Regions from separate parts of the Delphinus delphis genome. Here region 2 is linked to region 1. Evidence: chromatin contacts called from public Hi-C data. All regions are on one chromosome and are shown on one strand. The core of a region is the stretch at or near the end of the contact, and the rest is flanking DNA. Distances in the headings are between cores, read along the strand shown. Region 1 holds the start of C2H15orf39 (chromosome 2 C15orf39 homolog). Region 2 holds the start of PPCDC (phosphopantothenoylcysteine decarboxylase).

Region 1 (3,076 bases), core at 150-2,649:
CCAGCTCTCTCCGAACTCTATTTCTAAGAACCCTCCAGCTCTCGGTTAAGTGACACCCTCTCTGCTGCCCCCAGGTGACCTTCACTTCCTCTTCCTCCCTGCAGTGCCCAGCCCCTGCTGCTCTAGCTGCTTCCTTACTCTTGGAACCTGTGGCCTTACGCTTGCTCTGCCCTTTGACTCAGACAGGCCTGACCTTTGGGATCTGAGCAAGTGGCCTGGGTGGTTTTGCCCCATGAACTTGCTCTGACCTTTGGCATGTTCACCTGTTCCCTCCCTCCACTGCACACACCTGTCCCCAGTCCTTGGGAAGCCCAGGAAATGTGAGGGACCAGGTTTTTCAGAGAAGGTAGCAGCACCAAGGGCCTTCTCATCCAACATCAGATGGCCCAGAGAGGGCAAATAGAGAAAGCCCTTCCACCACTCCAGCCCCTCTCTTGGTAACAGGCCATTCCTGGCTGGGGATGCTCCACCCCATCCCACCTCCCAGGCTACACGTGCTCAGGCTTGAGGGAGATTTGTCCTAAAGGTTCAGAGGCCACTTAACAAACCTCCCAGCATCCTCATTCCTGGCTCACCCCAGAGATGGGGAAATCACCCCTTCCTCAGACAGGTATGGTGCCCTAACAGGAATTGATATACATTTGTTTGGAATTTGCCCTCACTGGCTGCACCGAGATGAGGGGACAGACTAAGGAGCCCTTCTCCAGCCTCCTAATGCAACTGTACTAGCCCAAGAGAGCCAGATATTTTATTTTATTTTTTATTTTTTTGCGGTACGCGGGCCTCTCACTGTTGTGGCCTCTCCCGTTGCGGAGCACAGGCTCCGGACGCGCAGGCTCGGCGGCCATGGCTCACGGGCCCACCCGCTCCGCGGCATGTGGGATCCTCCCGGACGGGCACGCGGGGGCACGAACCCGCGTCCCCTGCATCTGCAGGCGGACTCTCAACCACTGCGCCACCAGGGAAGCCCTTTATTTTATATTTTTGAGAGCCAGATATTTTAATACAAACTCTTCTAAGCCTTACGACACAACCACTATGATATAATCCCAGTTTTACTAAAATAAGGAAACTAAAGATCATGAGGTCAAGTGGCGGGCGCAAGGCCGCATAGCTAGAAAGTGACAATGAATGAATGATCTAACGGAGTGACTGAATGAAGGCGTGGGATGGGCGCGCCAGGCGATGGTTCGCAGAGTGCGGTGGGTACAGACCGTGCACAGCGCCCGCGGCCCGGCCCCCAGAGGTCTGGCAGAGGCAGGCCTTTCGCACCCCGGGGCTCAGGGGAGCGCAAGCTCCCAGAGGCGCGGCCGGGCTCTGCCCCAACCGCGCGGGCCGCCCCGCCCCCGCTCCGCCCCCAGCCCGCCCCGCCTGGGACCGCAGACGGCGCCCGGCGGCGGCGCGAAAGGCAGCGAGGAGGGTGGCTCCGGGCTCGGTGCTCACCGCGACTTCCCGTGCAGGGCCCGGCAGGACAAGGACCCGCGGCCTCGGCGGCGCTGGAGGATGCGGCCGCGGCCCCGGGCAGCAGCAGCGGGAACCCCGGTGCCCTGCAGGTAGGAGCTCGCCCACTCGGCGGGCGCGGAAACTTGGGCCGAGTTTGCGGGCGGCGCGTGGGGAAGGGGCGGGTGGCGCTGCCCCAGGGCGCCCCTGCCGGCCGGCCCGGGGATGGAGCGCGCTGGGCCTGGGCTGAGGTGGCTTGGCTCCTGGCTGCCGCGGACCCCCGGCTGGCGGGCTGCGGGGCAGGGGTCGCGCCGCTGCCCCAACTTTCCCCGGACTTCGAGACCCCCGGGGCCTGGTAGCTCTCTGGAGCCCCGGCGGGGCCCCGGCACCCGATCCTCCGGCGTGGGGCTGGCGAAGAGGAGCTCAGGCCGAGCCCTCGGGCCTCCCGCGGGGCCTGGCTCACGTGGACTGCCCGGGCGGAGATGAGGGGGCGGCGGGGGGCTGGCCTGGGGGGCGTCTGGCACTGAGGCGCCGCGGGGCCCTGGACGCGCCCTACTGGGACGGGACGGCCCTGCGGTTTCCTCGCTACGGCTTGACTCACCCTCTGGCCGCAGCCCAGGCTGGCGGGATCGCCCCGAGGCGGTGGCTGCCCGGACTCTGCTGCCGGGCCGCCCCCTGCCCCCGCCCTCCCGCCAGTCTTTGGGTGTCGGTCCGTGGGGCTGGGTGCGCGGGGGCCCGAACGAGGGGAGAACGCAGTTCTGGAGGGGCGTGTGTGCAGATATGGGCCAGGCACGTACTTGCAGGCACGGGTTTGCATGGGTGGCGGCGGCCTGTGTATCGGCCTGCTGGGGTGCACGTGCGCCCCAGCGCCGCAGGTCAGGGCATGGGGACACCCGGAAGCCGCCGGGGTCGGGTGTGGCGGCAGCCCCAAAGCTAGGTCGACTGAGGGCCCCAGGCACCGGAGTTATGGGCCAAGCAGGTAGGGGAAAGGGGGTGGAGCGGATCCCGCGACCCTTCCCCCACCACGGGAGCCTGGGCTGCCCCTAGATGCGGTTGTAGCGTGGGCAGGGCCCAGAGCCTCAGCTGGGGGAGGTGTGAGAACACGGGAAGGGGAGCCGATTCAGCCCTCTCAGAGAGTCCAAGCGCTGGCCACAGCTGGGCAGGATCGCTCTCTTCTTCCTGGTCTTGCCCAGCGTCCATCCGGAGACCCCTTAGGCGTTGGAAGAGGGAATTGAGCCACGGAGCTGTTTGCTCCCCCTGCTGCGTAGGGCAGGGATGGCACAGCGGTGCTGGGCTCTTCTGGGTGCTGCTCGAGGTTGGTCCTCCCAGCCCAGCTGCAACCTCAGCCAGCAAGCAGCTCGGTGGCCCAAAGGGTGATGTGACCCTGCCCCCTGGGGTCCCGCCCTTCTCCGAACAATTGCTTGCCTCTTGCTGCGTGTGTGGGGGGGAAGGAGGCACCTACATGTTGGCTACCGTTTAGAGTGGAGTGTGTAAAATATTGGGCTCTCCCCATCTCCTAAGAGCCGGAGGTAATGTTACCCCCATACCCTTCATAGTCCTCTGCCGGCTCCCTGGAGCCCCCATCTCTCCCCCAAAGACTCTTGGGGGTCCCAAGTGGCCTCACCTTTATTGGGCT
Region 2 (2,809 bases), core at 211-2,710, 140 kb before region 1:
TTTCTCTTTGTCTCTCTGGTAACTCCAGGAGGCCTGCTGCCAGCCCAGCATCCTTGACCTGTTGGATGCCACCTCCAGTCGATTTCCTGTCCTACCTGCCCTTTCTCTTTCCTGGCTCAGACCTGTATGGCCATGCCCTGGCTCTGCCCTTAGGAAGACCTGCTACCTGTGTGTGGCCCAGCTTGTCCAGGCCCTGGGATGCTGCATCTCCAGGCAACTATGCACTTTCCTGGGGAGGGAGCCAGTATGAGAAGTGGGGGCTGGGCACAGATACATCTCTGCTGGATGGTCTGGCTTGAGGGTCGGGTGGAAGAAGGCCCAGGTCAGTCTGGAAATCCTCAGGTCTTTGGCCAGCCAGTCACCTGCTTTTGCATTCTGCTGGTGCCCCCTGCCCCTCCTTATTTCTGGGAGACACAGACCATTCTCCAACTGGCAGTTGACCTGCCTGAGCCAATGTGTCTGTCAGTGGTAACTGAATGAACCATAATAAAGGGGAACATTTGGCCCTCTGTGTCCTGCTGTGTCATGTGTCTTCATGTGGGCCTGTGTGGAGCCTCACCATGGGCTGTAGGCAATGGGGATAGGGTGGTTTGAGTGGGTCTGTCATTCCCAGAGGCCAAAAGTCACACACCTCTGTGTGGTTCTTTCTCTGAGGCAGCCTCGAAATTGCCACAGAGGCCTTCTGCCTGTTAGGAGGAGGAGTTCTGAGTTCCCTGAGGAAGAAGTAGAAGGTTGGATCAGTGGGTGAGAGGTGGTTTGGTTCAGATGGTCACTGTAGGCAGGGGCAGGGGTAGAGCACAGAGGGCCCCACCTCAGCTCTCATTGAAGGAGACTGGCAGCTGATTGAGGACCCAGGGGCCTGTGGATGCTGGAGAATGAAGGAGGCAGGGAGGTGTATCCAACGTGCCTTCCTCTGCTGCTTTCCCTTTGCCAATGCTGTGTCCTCCACTTGGAGGGCCGTTCTGGCACTTTTTATTTAAGCTCCTGGTCATCCTTCAAGATTCACCTTGAGTGACTCCTTCTCTGAGAGGGCTTCTCTGCCTCTGATTGTTACTTAGGACCCTCTCCTTCCTCATGGACCTTATTCTGTAATTTTTTGTGTCCCTCTGTCTCAAGAGCAGGGAAGAGTGATTTAGCTCTGTATCCTGTGCACTTAAAACATACAAGAGGCTCAGTAAATGTTAAGTATTAAGTGCTGCAGTGATGAGCAGTGTGGGATGGGGCTGGGGCGGGGGTAAGTAGGTCAGACAATCTGGGCCAGGCCCAGATGAGCACAGGAAGTACCAAGAACTTGGAAGCTGGTGTTCCCGACAGGACTCCCCGGAATGGACTACAGTTCCCAGAAGGCTGAGAAGTGGACTGCAACTCCCAGAAGTCTGCGCGGTCGCGGAGGCTGCCGGCGACTGTAGTAGCGTTGCGTGCCAGTCAGAATCTGTGGGAGGGGCGACCGAGGTATCGCGATATTTTGGGGGCTGCTCCGAGACGCGCCTGACGCGGGTGAGGAGTCTGGGGGGCCCTCTGGAGGCTGGTTTCACGCAGTGGGGCAGGAGGGAGGCTGGAAAAGCTTCATTCGCGATTTTGGGTCTGTGGCTCTGTGTGTGTGTGTGTGTGTGTGTGTGTGTGTGTGTGTGTGTGTGTGTGTGTGTGTGTGTGTGTGTGTGTGTGTGTGTGTGTGTGTGTGTGTGTGTGCGCGCGTGTGTGTGTGTGTGTGTGTGTGTGTGTGTGTTCTCTCCCTCCTGTCGGTGCCCGAGAAGCTTTGCTGCGGGTCTGTGGCTGTGTGTGTGTGTGTGTGTGTGTGTGTGTGGACCCCTTCCCGTCTCCATCCTGAAGTGGGGCATTTATATATATATATACACGCTCCCATCCCGGCTTTGTGCTGCTCTGCAATTAACTAGTACCATTTAATCTAGTTTGAAAGTTGGTCCTATCGGTTACCCACACTTAACCTTTTGCCTTAAAGAAACAAAAACAAAATCCATGAGCCTGCCTCCAGAAAGGAATGGGGATGGCCCAAAGTACAAACTGTATTTTACAAGTTGGTAAAATAGAAAAAGGAAAGCCCTGGGATATTGCAGTTGTCCCCTGGCTCCACCTAAAAGTGCCGAATGGCATTAAAAATGAAAGTGAGGCCAAATTTTGTCAGAGAAAAACTTCGTGCTGTACTTTGAAGTGTTGGAGGCCTGTGCCAGGTAATAGGCAGGGGAGATTCCCAAGCTGGGGAAGTGGTGGGTATCTTGGGGCAAGAGTTTTCCACATCTCTCCAAGTGACTGAGAGGTGGCAGTTCTCAGTCACTCCCTCACTAGTAGTCACTGCGTGTGTATGTAATATATATCTATATATCCCCAACATGTGGCCTTGAGGAGGGGTGCCTAATGGGATTCCAGGAGTAGCAGACTCTGGAAGCATGCCTGCTTCTGGTTTGAGAGAAAAGCAGTCTTTTTGTTTGTTTGTTTTTTTGTTTTTAATTTTCTTGGCCGCACTGGCAGCACATGGGATCTTAGCTCCCCAGCCAGGGATCAAACCTGAGCCCCTTGCATTCGAAGCTCGGCGTCTTAACCACTGGCCCGCCAGAGACGTCCTGAGAGAAGAGCAGTCTTAGCAGAATGTCAAGACCTTGAGCTCTCCCTGAAGAGTTCCTTGCCTTTCCTTGCAGGAAAGGGTTTAAAGTGCCCCTGTGGCCACGTGACTCCTTTTAATGACTGGGTTTGGGGGAAGAGTACCACTATGGGGAACTATAGGTGTTTCATTATTACTGGGGCAGAGTTGTATTGACTGGTGGGAGATGAGGCCAGAGCAGACTCTTGGGGC

The links. A called contact is a pair of places that touch in the nucleus more often than the background predicts.
Region 2: a contact with region 1 is called in a Hi-C map of muscle, with 8 times the contacts expected there. The contact joins the promoter of PPCDC here to the promoter of C2H15orf39 in region 1. A contact is called at or near these places in 2 of 3 Hi-C or Micro-C datasets (lung and muscle).

Annotation. Positions count from the first base shown.
Region 1 is chr2:128,809,662-128,812,737 of mDelDel1.2, reverse strand. C2H15orf39 (chromosome 2 C15orf39 homolog) reads left to right here and starts at 1,399. Exons shown (of 3, transcript XM_060005586.1): 1 at 1,399-1,553. It overlaps LOC132420821 (a long non-coding RNA gene), which reads right to left and starts at 2,170. Exons shown (of 4, transcript XR_009518451.1): 1 at 2,042-2,170.
Region 2 is chr2:128,948,719-128,951,527 of mDelDel1.2, reverse strand. It overlaps PPCDC (phosphopantothenoylcysteine decarboxylase), which reads left to right and starts at 1,460. Exons shown (of 7, transcript XM_060003677.1): 1 at 1,460-1,497. It overlaps SCAMP5 (secretory carrier membrane protein 5), which reads left to right. Exons shown (of 8, transcript XM_060005588.1): 8 at 1-503.